2 separate regions of the Mus musculus genome follow, and region 2 is linked to region 1. The links are chromatin contacts, called in public Hi-C maps. All regions are on one chromosome and are shown on one strand. The core of a region is the stretch at or near the end of the contact, and the rest is flanking DNA. Distances in the headings are between cores, read along the strand shown. Region 1 has its middle 28 kb from the start of Gm39831. Region 2 overlaps Tanc1 (tetratricopeptide repeat, ankyrin repeat and coiled-coil containing 1).

Region 1 (6,445 bases), core at 3,186-5,685:
CTCTCTCTCTCTCTCTTTCTCTGAACTCTAGGCCCAGTCTAACAACTTACCTTCAGATGACTCAGTTCAAAATCCTAACTTGACTATATTCACCAATGACAATAAAATCATGAACTTTGGCCCAGTATCAGTCAAGCTCTAACACAGAAAGACACACCTTAAAACCAGACCCCACAAACTTCAAAAGCACCCCTACTTCTAATATCTCTGCTAGTAAGATTGACTTTTTAGCCGGGCGTGGTGACGAATGCCTTTAATCCCAGCACTCAGGAGACAGAGGCAGGTGGATTTCTGAGTTCGAGGCCAGCCTGGTCTACAGAGTGATTTCCAGGACAGCCAGGGCTACACAAAGAAACTCGAAAAACCACACACAAAAAAAGATTGACTTCTTAGATTTTATTTATTCTATGTGTATTAGTGTTTGCTTGCATGTGTGTTGCGCACCATGTGGCATGCAGTTCCCTTGGATAAACGATTCCCCTCAAATCCCTTGATGCCCAAAAGAGGGCATCAAATTTCTTGTACTTGGGGTCACATGGTTGTGAGCTATCTTGTGAGTGCTTGGGATTGAACCGGGTCCTCTGGAAGAGAAACCAGTTCCTTTAACTTCTGAGCTGCATCTCTAGCCTTGTTTTTGGGTCAAGATACTGGCTTCTATCAGACATGTAAGTCAACAACATAAATATTTGAAAGGAGTCAAGAAACCATCCAAATGTCTGCTCCATGATTGAGGAAGTGGGGTTGTAGATGAGAGAGAACTTACAGAGACATCTGGAATAGTCGAGAGCAGAGAGAAAAAGCAGCAGATTGGACACGGCCAGAGCTCAGAAAGCAGGGCGTGGGGAAATCACTTGGGTTATAAGGAAGACGAGTAGTTGGGGGGAGGGAAGTCCATCAGCTGGAGCAGGCAGTTTGGGTAGAAGTGTAAGAGAGGACAGACTGTGTGGGGGCTCTGAACTGCACACCAAGTACTTGCGGGCGGGGACTGAGGGAGGCTGGGGCCAGCATGTGCCGTGTGCTTTGAGAGGCAGCCACAGGTATACGTCAATGAAAGCCATATGTCTCTTCTGCCAGAGGCAAGGAAATAATGACTCCTTTTGGCTAATGAAAACCCATTTCACAAGTTCCTGAGGAATGTGCCCATGTACCTAACCACCAGAAATCCAGCTTAAGATAAGCCAGGACTGCCTTTTCTGGACATACACACTTCCTGAGACCTAACAATAATAATGTAACTGGGGAAAAAAGACAAAATAAAAGTTTGGGGGTTTGAGGGGAGTTGTTTATTTTTCAGTATAGTTTGGGATGTTGTCACACATGCCAGAAATTCCAGTATTTCAAAGGCAGAGCTAAAAGGACCTGGCTACTTAATACCAGGGTTACATAATGAATCCCTATCATTAAAAGAAAATTCCATTGAGCTGAAGGGATAGCCTAGTGGTTAAGGGTACTCAGAGTGTCCAAGTTCAACGCCGAGCTCCAGTGGTAGGCATGACCACAACTGCCTGTAACTCCAGCTCCCAGGGGATGGGGGTAGGGAGAGTCTGGTGCCTTTGACCGCCACAGGCACCTGTCTTCACATGTATACACCAACAAATACAATATTTAAAAAATTTAAGCTTGGCAGTGATGGCACATACCTTTAATCTCAGCACTGGGGAAGTAGAGGCAGCCACATCTCTGAGTTCAAGGCCAGCCTGGTCTAAAGAGTGAATTCTAAAACAACCAAGGATACATAGAGAAAACCCTGTCTCAAAACATAAAAAAAAAAAAAGTTTTTGATTTCAAAAATTATGTGACAAAAAGCATATTGATTTGGGGGCCTGTGGCTTAAGACTGGCTCTCAATGCATAGTCCTGGGTGCCTTGGGACTTAAGACACAGACCAGGCTGGTCTTGAACTCACAGAGTTGGACCTACCTCTGCCTCTTTCCTGCCTCTGTACTAGGATTAAAGGTGGATGCCACCATGCCCTAAAAATATTGATATTTTTAGATTTTTTTCTTTTCATGTGCATCCTCTCTTTCTTCTTTTGGTTAGTTGGGCCAAGGGTCTGCCTATCTTGTTTATCTTCTCAAATAACCAGGTCTTAGGTTTGTTGATTCTTCATGTTGCTCTCTTTGTTTCTATTTCATTAATTTCTGCTTTAATTTTTATTAATTAAAAATTAATTCTACTTTCTACTACATTAAGATTTGTTCTTGTTTTTAAAAAAGTTTGGGGGGGGGGGTTGTTGAGACAGGGTTTGTCTGTGTAGTCCTGGCTATCCTGAAACTCACTCTGTAGACCAGGCTGGCCTTGAGCCCAGAGATCTGCCTTCCTCTGCCTCCCAAGTGCTGGGATTAAAGGTATGCATGACCACTGTCCCACATTCTTTTTTTCAAATTCTTGAGTTGCATTATTAAGTCATTTATTTGAGCTCATTCTGATTTTTTTTAATATAGGCACTTAGAGCTATGCATATTCCTCTTAGAGCTGCTTTTAACATATCCCAGAGGTTTCGTTATGTGGTGTTTTAATTTTCATTTAGTTCCAGAACTATTTTAACCCAAACTGAGAAAGACAAATGCCTTATGTTCTCCCTCTCCTGAGATCCAAATCCTCAGCTCTAAGTGTCGCTACCTCCCCTCACTGAAGAAGACTTTCTTCACAGTAAATGGAGACCATCACAAGAACCCACAACCGAACACAATACAGAGATCAGCAAATGGTGGGGAGCCCAGGCCAACGGATACATCTACATCACACTTCCTGCATCCAGGGAAACACCACAAAAGAGGGAGTGGAAAGACTGTAAGAGCCAGAATTCCAGGAAGTCTGCAGGGACAGTCTTTCTAGCTGCATAAGCAAGACGGGAACAATGGTAATACCAATGGCCACAGTAACACAGGAGGCAGGAAATTTCATGGTGTCTCACCCCCTACACACACACACATACACACACACACACACACACACACACTCATACACACACACACACACACACACACACACACACACACACGCACACACACAAAGATGGTGGGAAAAGAAGAGAAAAATTAACCTCTCCCAGGGATATGGCCCCTTATTGGTTGTCCAAAGCAGAGTCGTCAATCTTGAAACCATATACACACTACCAATAAAAGCAGATGCAGCAAGTTGTATTTATACATATTTGTACATAAACATACATACATATACACATATACAACAGTAATAATAAAAGAAAGAGAGGCTATCACCTTGAGAGGGACATGGAAACGGTTGGAGGAAGGACACATGGGAGGAGCCAGAGAGGGGAAAATGTAATTCTATTCCAATGAAAAACATATTTCTAAAAAAAAAAATCAGTTCAAAAGGCACTGCAACTTTTTATAAAAGGTTTGCCACATGTACATTATACATTATAATTAAATATATTGCTCATCTTTATATTTGGATAAGTGTAGAATAAATAAAATACAAATTCCATTCCCTTAAAAAAAAAAAAAGAAGATTTGCCCCAAATAAACCTTTCAGATGGTAAGCACGGTTGTCTTTATTCACACTCAGCGAAGCATATTTAACTCACTTTGAAGCAAAGCTTCCCAACGAAGCAATGCATTCCAAACTAGTTAAGGTTAAGCATCAGGTTGAGGTTGGCAGATTCATAAAAAGTCTCACTTCACAATGAGGACAAGGGTCTAATACTCTCCTTGTTGCTACTTCAGCACGCAGCTGTCAAACAAACAGAAAAAGCTAACAAAACTCAAGACTCTTCTCTGGGTAGTTCACCATAAATTCCTTCTGGGTTTCCTTAAAACGTCCCAAGTTTTTCTTTTGCAAAAAAAAACGGCAAATGGCTAAGAGGTAATAAGTCTTGACTGGACCTGACTCTTTCCATTGCAATGAGTCTCTGGCTGGGGCGGGGGTGGGGGGGAGAACCACTCAAATGTGCCTGCATTTCTTTCTCCTGGCACAGTAGAGCAGCATCTTTTGTGAGTGACCCACCCCCTGATGCTCTGATTTCTCAGAGTTAACAGTGTTCTCCAAAAGTCCTTCATGCAGTCTTTGGCAAGCTCTGGGCAACAACGCTGAAGCCTAGTGTCTCAGCTACAACTGGTCCAACATGGGTATTTGTTAACCTAGCCAAAGGATCATTGAAAACTTAATGTGTGAGTTTCCAGCAACACACCTCCCCATGCAAGCATGTGAGCACACATGATAGCCTGGATTTCTACATTGCACATACTGTTGAGATGAGTGAAAATAAGAACACTTCATATCCAAATAACTTCTAATCCTTGTGTATTTTTCTCACACAAATCTTACTAAAAGCACCAGTGCAATCACACACACACACACACACACACACACACACACACACACACACACACACACACACACGTACGTTTGTTCTGCAGATTTACAAGGAATATCTGAAGATGCTTTGTCATCAGACAGCATGATAGTGTTTTCCGCTAACCACTAGGGGGCAGTACAGACCAACCAAAGGTGCAAGCATCCGCCGTGGCCCTGGATTTGAGAGGATCTCAAGGTGATAAAAACCACTTGCTTATAATGAAGAATTTAGACAAAACAGTTCAGGCCTCGTGTTTTTAAAACTCAACGTGAACATGGAATGCTTTTTCTCAACACCGTGAGAAATATGTATGTTCTTTGTGATATCGTAGACATTAATTGCCGTGAGTCTAGGCTCAACATGCCTGAGTTTAAGCTTGATCGACCTTTAAAGGTGCTGTAACCACACTCATGTTCTTTAACTTCCCTCCCTCGCTTTCTTTCTCTTTCTAATGTGGATGAACATTTTGCCTTTACCACATACCTGCCTGGTGTCCACAGAGGCCAGAAGAGGTGATGGAACCCCTGGAACTGGCATTAAGGACAGTTGTGAGTCACCGTGTATGCTGGGAATCAAAAGGGTCCCTCTGGAAGAGCAACTTTTAACCAGGAAGTAATCTCTCCCACCTGCCTCTCCGCTCAACTGTGGATCTTGCTCTACTTAATTAAAATTGAACATGCTCTGGGTTCACCTTAGTAAAACTGAACACATTAGAGTTTATACAGCCAAGATCCAAATACTGCCTTCTCCAAGGTAAACATCTTGGTAATTTGGGCAACTCCTCCAGCTTAGGTTTTTTTCACTTGTAAAACAGATCTAGCAAGATCAATCCTTTGGCAACTGCTTGAAGCATGAATGTACACATACTTAGTGCAGTGCCTGGCACATAGTAAAACATAACATATATTTCTGTACTATTCTTAATATTCTTTTTACAATGACAAATGATAATAATATTATTATATTTGTGACCAAAATATGTGGAACTGCATCTACACTATTGCTAACCTTAAAGGCCCACTGAGAAATACGGACATGAAATGTATTTTCTGGTTCTGACTCCCACACTGGCCACATACTGAAAGTTTATTAAGCTCTGAAGTTTCACAGAGATTGAATACCAAAAAAGGTGCGTGGAGAGTTTTATCTTTGTCAAGCAATGCCTTTTGCTCTCCTTTTGGAGGTAGACCTTTCGGTCGGATCAAAGTCTCCAGGTTTCTCCTAAGGGGCTGAGTACCAGAGGTCGGTCCTCATCCATTTCTGGACCGAGTTCCCAGAGGAAAGCGTCTGCCTCTCCCTCCGCTGCTCTCTGCCCTCAGGATCTCAGTTGTCCTTAAGCAAGGCTGGCTCCATTCCATGCAAGCTTTCTTCCTGTTTCTGTAGAGGGCATTTGTCTCTTAAAAAGTCATGTGTAGTTCATATAAAAATGCCCCCCTCATCCGTTACTTCACGTTTAACTAGATCTGTCTGAGGAGTTTGGTAGGGCTGAAGTGTTGCCCAGGCTGGCCTCGAACCCAGAAATCCTCCTGTCTCTGCCTCCCAAGTGCTGGGATTAAAGGCGTGCGCCACCACTGCCCAGCCAGCCTGCAGTCTCTTACAGTAATTAAAACAGTGACCACTGTTTTCAACAAAGCAAATTGGCCTTGTGAACTTACTGATCTTTTGGGGGACAGAGGCAAGAGGGTCACATGACTGTTGCTGCCCGGAAGCACTAATGGGCAGCCAATCAGGTTACTTCTTGGCAATGGCTTGCATTCCCCATGGAGTTGAGTTCCGTCCGACCTCTAAACGCTTGATGTGCTGGACAACACCACTGCTCTGGTTAGCCCCATTAAGGACCCAGCTACAGTAGGTAACAATATCCCCAAGAGCGAGAGAAAACGGTAAGCCCTGCATGGCTTCTGGAGGACAAGCTCCCCAGCGAACCAAGGACTCTGTTTTCACCATGCTAAGGGTTCAAAAAGCTCGTCTAAAACAAACAAACAAAACAAAAACAAAAAACCCCAGAACTTCTGTAGCTGGCTGGCTTGTATTCCAGTGTGGTCATGTCTGCCCTTTAAACGTGGCAACTGAAGGACTTTGTAAAACCTGAAAACAGTTTAGGACATTAAAGGGACGTCCC
Region 2 (6,383 bases), core at 2,927-5,426, 110 kb after region 1:
ACCGGCTGTTCTTGCAGAGAGAGTACGTGTCTGGATCCCAGCACCTATGTCAGGCAGCTCCCAACTGCTTGAAACTCCAATTCTACAGCATAAATACCCTCTCCTGGCCTCCCAAGTTTGCCTGCATGCCGATGGCACACATCCTCAAGCACCCATACCCATAACATAAACCTTTAATAAAAAGTACTTTCCTGTTAGCTGGGCAGTGGGGGCACACACCTTTAATGCCAGCACTTGGGAGGCAGAGGCAGGGTGAATCTTTGAGTTCAAGGCCAGCCAGGGCTACACAGAGAAACCATAGAACAAAATAAACAAAACGAAAACCTAATCTTTCTAGAAAAACGAACATAATTTTAGATACTTTAAGTGTCAAAAGTCAAAAGCAATTAGTGAAAAAAACCGAACGATTCATATATTTTTATAAGCACTACTTCATGAGTTTGAAAGTTTTTCTATTTTAGTCATTTATTCTTAAGAGTTGTTTCATTGATTGTTTTAATTTTAAAATAACACATGCATACTTCAAATATTTGTATGTGTGTGTATGTACCTCTGTGTGTGTGCATCACATGCATGCAGGAACTGTTGGAGGTCAGAAGGGACATTGGGTCCCCTAGAACTAGAGTCACAAATGATACAGATGATTGTTAGCCACTGTGTGAGTGTTGAGAACTGACCTGGGTCCTGGGTACGAACAGTAACTGCTCTTCACTGCTGAGTCATTTCTTTAGCCACCCTGTTTGTCTATCTGTCTGTCTTGTCTGTCTTAGTGTGGCAATGTCTGTCAGAGTAGGCCTGAATAAAAGTAATTTTAACTGTGTAATAGGCAAGCCAGAAATGAGATGATTTTAGGAATAAGAAGGTTATGTTGCTGTCTAAACTACATGAATATAAAACAGTTTATGACCCCAACTATAATATATTGATTTATTTGGAATTGTCTCTGGAGCACTGTGATAGTTTGAATAAGAAATGCCCCTCTTTGGCTAGGAATTGAAACGCTGAGTCCTCAGCTGGCGGTACTGTTTGGGATAGTGGTACAGCCTTCCTGGAGGAAGTGTGTCCCTGGGGTGGGCTTTGGGAATTTATAGCTCTTTTCATTTGCAGTTCCCTCTCTCTACTTCATGCTTGTGGTTGGAGATGTGATTTCTTTGCTTCCTGCTCTGGTTACTATGCCTGCAACTTACTGTCACGCCATTCCTGTGTCATGACGGATGGGCTCTTAGCCCTCTGAAACCCTAAGCCGGAATAAATTTGGGTTTTTTTTTCCCTTTAAGTTGCTGTTGGTCATAGTGGTTTTTTTTTTGGTTTTGTTTTTGTTTCGAGACAGGGTTTCTCTGTATAGCCCTGGCTGTCCTGGAACTCACTTTGTAGATCAGGCTGGCCTCGAACTCAGAAATCCACCTGCCTCTGCCTCCCGAGGTCATGGTGTTTTTTAATTTCTTATTTTTAAAATTTATTTTATATGTATGGGTATTTTGCTTGCATTCTCAGATATGCGCACCACATGCATTCCTGGTGTGGGATGGATCCCCCTGAACTGGGGTTGCAGACAGTTGTGAGCTATCATGTGGGTGCTGGGAATTGAACCTGGGTCTTCTAGAGGAGCAGCCAGTGCTTTTAACGGATGAGCCATCTATCCAACCCCCAGTCATGGCATTTTATCAGAGCAACAGAAAAGTAACTAATACACTCACCAAGTAAATTTAGGAACAAAAGTGTTACTACTTGTCCAGTAGCATTTATTTTATATTGTTGAGGAAGTAACATCTTGCTATTTTGTTTGCCTGAGGTAACTTCCAACTGCTGGGTTCAAGCATCCTTCTGCATCTGCTTCCTGAGTAGCTGGGTCTGTCGGTGCATGCCACGATGACTGGCAAGAGAGTAGTCTTAAAGCACTCTCAACATCAGTAAAATCCTTGCTCAGACCCACAGCATTTGTATAGGTATAAATTACAGTCATCTATCTGCTGGCAACAAGCTGTTTGCATTTAAGATCTACAGAAATAGCAACAAAAGAATGAGGCAAGTCAACACAATTAGAAATTACAATATTTTTTGGATACCCTTGGAGATACCTCCCACCCTCTACTTTGGAGACATCTGGTTGCGAATGACAGTAATCCAGAAGAAGGAAGCACACGGCGCTTTTTGAGAGAGGGTTTGCTAGGTTCGGGAGTGGTGTGTGGATGAGAAGTTGACAGAGAGCTGCACTGTCAAGCAGATTGAGAGTAGGCTGGGTGGGGGGTAAAGCAGAAAGCTGGGGTATAGCTCCCCACCATCTGTGCAAGAGTGTTGCTAAGGTACCACGAACCAAACTCCTAAGGATCGAAGCTGTCAGAATGGTCAGATTGCTTTCTCATAGCTGGGAATGCTGGACACGGGACCGCAGAGTATAGTTCATATACAAGGCGTTGCAGAATGGTCTTTAGTTTGGGAGATCTTTCAGCTCTTTGATAAGAATAGGTTTGAAAGGAGTGATAGAGAGGCCCAAGTTAACCATCAGGAAGTGGACCTCAGGTGAAAGTACTAGGCTCAGGCTTGGTGAATTTTGAGTGGACGGAGGCTGACGACGGGGGAGTCAGGAACCTGGCTGAAGGGTATACTTAATCTCTTATGGGATATTTGCTGGTCCATTGGGACTAGAGGTCTACAGTCTTCTATAACAAACATTTTTTGAGATTGTGTGTTTTAGTTACTTTTGTGAAAAAAATATTATGACCTAGACAAGTTATATATAGAAGGAAGGTTTGAGCATACGGTTCCAGAAGGTTAGAGTCCGCCATGACAGGGCAAAGGCATGTTGGCAGAAGTGGAAAGCTTAGACTGGAACGGCAGGCGTAGTGATTTAAAACCACAAGCCTGCCCCCTTTCTCCAGTAAGGCCACACCTCCTAAGTATATCCAAACAGTGCTACTGACTGGGGACCAAGTAGTCAAACCTTTTAGCCTCTGGGGAATATTCTCATTCAGATCAAGCCACCATACCGAAAATTACTTGTGTCTGGAATTCAGAAGATGGCGTGACCAGAGACACTAAAAGGGAAACTGTCACCTCCTGTGAGTAACCCTATCAGCCTGCAGTACCAGAAACAACCTCAGACCAATCGTGGTCAGTGTGTGGCTTGGTGGATGTCTCCTTAGCTGATTACCGGAAGTTTGCTTTTGGGGACTGGGTGTGACTTGAAATAAGTTGGTGATTTCAGGCAGGTTTGGAATTCAGAGTATTGTTATTAAAAGGAATAAAAGCAGGCAGAGGTGGTAAATGACAGATGGTCCAAAGCCCCGCTCTCATTTGAAAGGATTTAGAGCAGTATACTTGGATCTGAAAAGAAAGAGGGCTTTTGACAGCATTTCAGTAGCTGTGGGGTTTTAGAGACAGTCCACAAATAAGGTATATAAGCATTATTTCAGTCAGTCCGTCTGGCAGAAGTGTTTCACAGACGATGAGAAAAGGAAATGAGGGTACAGATAGGGACAGATATTCAATAGTCAATGGCGGTTGCAAACACGCCTACCTTTCCTCCAGGAACTTCCTGAAGGGTGGACTGTGAGGGCTGTAGTTTTGCCAGGATAAGAGAGAATTAGCTAACGTTATTACTAAGTAGTTAGTTGGTGTGTTTGTGGCTTAGGTGGGGGAATATTGACACAGTAGTTGAGAAATCTCAAAGGGGACAGATGTCGAAACTGATAAAATTAGTGTGGGATTGTTAGGTGGCCCTGAGTGAAGAGGCCTGCCTCACTGAAAGGTTGAGTCAGGGACAATTTATGCTGATTCCCAGTGGGACAGGGCCAGCACGCAGAGCCAGCCTCTCATCCTTTGCAGGGGAGGGAGGCCCTGAGAGCCCCGCAGGGGCCTGGCCTTCATGTCTGTACAGTAAAGAAAGACTTCAATTTACAGATTATAATCTGCCAAATCCTATTTCAAGGAAGGGGATGGCATTAGGGCTTGTGTGCTTGTAGAAAGGAAGGGTTTAAGGGGAGATCTGTGAGTGATGTCTGGCAGGTCATTTGTTCCTACCAGGCCTCCATTCTTTCATGCCCAAATGGAAGAAAGGCTTATAGGAATAATCTTGGAACCCCCTGCTGGTTCTGAGTGGATGTATCCATTCTGAATAGATGAGGGGGGAAGAGGACTGAGCTCCGCCTGCTTGCTTTAGCTGCCCTCTCTGTGAGTTCCCACTGCTTTATGTGCTGCTGTTCTGCAGATCTGTTTCCCTCGCTCTCTATGATACCCATGAGGTAAGGCTGTCACTGGCCCCATTCCACAAGCACAGACAAGTTCACTACTGACTGGCTGACTGGGGCACATTCAGATATGGTCAAACTGCTTGTAATGAGGGTATCAGAGATTCCTTGTCCGTATTGACTAAGAGGTTTTTGTTTCTTGTTTTTGGTTTTTTTTTTTTTTAATTCAGTGTTTTGGGGACTAGAATTACTCTAATTTTTTTCTGTTTTTCTCACAGATGGCTTTGAAGTAAAATAAATGTAAAACTATTTATTTTTATTCATGTTTGCAGTGCTGGGATGAATCCTGAGCCCTGTTCATCTCTGGAGAGTATTCTGCCTCTGAGATACCCTCTCAGACCAAAGTCAGAATGTTAAAGACTGCAAGATCTTGAGTGTGTCTTTATTCTCATTTTGTGGGGTGACGATAGGGGGACAGTAAAGCCCACTTTAGTTTTCCCTTTTGACTTTCTGAACCAGTTCTGATATTAAAAAAAAAAAAGGTGTGGGAGGGAGGCATATTGAATTTAAATTGTACTTTTAAAAGTTTCAAATGAATAGAAATACAGTTTAGGAATGTGCCTTAATTTTTGAAGAAGAGGGAGAAGAAGGAGGAAGAAGAAGAAGGAAGAAGAAGAGAAGAAGAAGAAAAAGAAGAAGAAAATAATAATATATAATATAAAAATAATAATATATAATATGACATAATATATAATATAAAAATACTCAAGACTGGGCAACCCATGAATAAGTTTATTCGACTCCTGGTCCCTAGAGGTGAGTAACTAGTAGCATAGCTTTAAGGATCTGCTAGGCATTTGGCGAGGGCCCCTGTGCAGCATCAGAACATAGCTAAAGATGGGGCTGGAGAGATGGCACAGTAGCTTAGGACACTGCTGCTCTTGCAGAGCACCTGGGTTTTGTCCCCAGCTTCCACACCAGGCAGTACCTAGCTGCAGCTTCACTTCCAGGAGGTCCAGTGCTCTCTTCTGGTCTCTCTGCAGGCCATTCTCACATATGGTGCACATAAGCAGGCTCATGGAAATGCATGCATGCATATGAATCAAAACAAACCTTTTAAGAAAATAGTGAAGAGTATCTCGTGTTAGATAAAGCAAGTTTGCCAGTTTGGGTGCTTCTCTTCCCCTTGGGACAAGGTTTCTCTGTGTAGCCCTGGCTGTCCAGGAACTCACTTTGTAGACCAGGCTGGCCTTGAACTCAGAGATCCACCTCCCTCTACCTTCCAAATGCTTGCACCACCACCACTAGACTTCTCTTCTTTATATAAGGATCTCTCAAGTGCTGTCATGAAGTCCCCACCCTGAGGACCCCATCTCATCCTATTTTAGTTTCCAGAACCTCTTCTCCAAGTGGCACTAGGATATGGATTTTGGGATGAAGTGTTCAACATAGCCTTTAGAGGACATGTGTAAATTCTGTGTATACCAGTATTGGGCTTCCCCAGCCTGGTGAGTTCTGCTAGAGGGAGGCTGCTCTCTACCCATTTTGGACATCAGTGTGCCTCTCTGTGGAGGCCATGCTCACAGAGCCACAAGCTGTACCAGGACTCGCAGTGGGTGCTCCAGGAGAGAGCTTGGCAGCCACCGAGGGACAAGCTTCCTCCCACCTCTCTGTTTTTGTTCCCAAGCTTCATGAATTAATAAGTTCCCGAGGCTTCTAGAAGTCGGGATCCAAGAAAGAGACCCAGATGGTGAGCTGGAGGGGTGCTCTCTCTATGAAAGAAACAGGAACCAGACTGACTCCAGTTCCCTGTGACAAATACTCTTCTATTTCCCAAAGGCAACAACGTTCGGGGTAAACGTTGTCTTGTACTAGAGAGACAGGCTTTTTTGTAAAAGCAAAGCTGGATTAAAACAGTGGCATAAACCCCTCACCCTATCGCTGACGTCAAGGCTAACGCTGCTGCGGTTTCCTCATTACAAGACAAAATGAGTACTCTGCTATGTCTTACTGAGTAGTTAGGAAAGTTATCAGCGCTGAGGACGCATGCCACCGTGGTGTCATGCTTACCTAGCACGTGCGGGGTCCTGGATTTGAGCTCAGGCACTGTGTATGTTTGTGCTGATAGTAATGTCTCTCTGGACCTGCCTGCAAATGCTTGCTTGAGGACATGAAATTACCTTGACGTTTTCTGAC

Evidence for each region. Hi-C and Micro-C count contacts between places; a contact is called where the count stands out from the background.
Region 2: a contact with region 1 is called in a Hi-C map of the N1E-115 cell line, with 12 times the contacts expected there. The contact joins two enhancer-like sites. A contact is called at or near these places in 2 of 39 promoter capture datasets (the 3T3-L1 cell line and liver), 1 of 15 datasets of contacts at CTCF or cohesin (the NIH/3T3 cell line), 20 of 484 Hi-C or Micro-C datasets (the C10 cell line, LSK cells, the N1E-115 cell line and 13 more), 5 of 115 datasets of contacts at active chromatin or transcription factors (double positive thymocytes, embryonic stem cells and stem cell-derived neural progenitor cells) and 3 of 9 other capture datasets (adipose tissue, embryonic stem cells and pancreatic islet).

Annotation. Positions count from the first base shown.
Region 1 is chr2:59,537,221-59,543,665 of GRCm38.p6, forward strand. No RefSeq gene overlaps it. Among named protein-coding and RNA genes, the nearest start is that of Gm39831, 28 kb to the left of the region's middle. Within about 2 kb of position 4,436, at least 16 of the 459 cell types and tissues checked have an H3K27ac peak or open chromatin away from gene starts, as enhancers often do. A contact at or near this core is called in the N1E-115 cell line and neural stem cells, where this site is marked.
Region 2 is chr2:59,649,800-59,656,182 of GRCm38.p6, forward strand. The region is part of intron 2 of Tanc1 (tetratricopeptide repeat, ankyrin repeat and coiled-coil containing 1); the gene reads left to right. Among named protein-coding and RNA genes, the nearest start is that of Tanc1, 41 kb to the left of the region's middle. Within about 2 kb of position 4,177, at least 59 of the 459 cell types and tissues checked have an H3K27ac peak or open chromatin away from gene starts, as enhancers often do. A contact at or near this core is called in the N1E-115 cell line and neural stem cells, where this site is marked.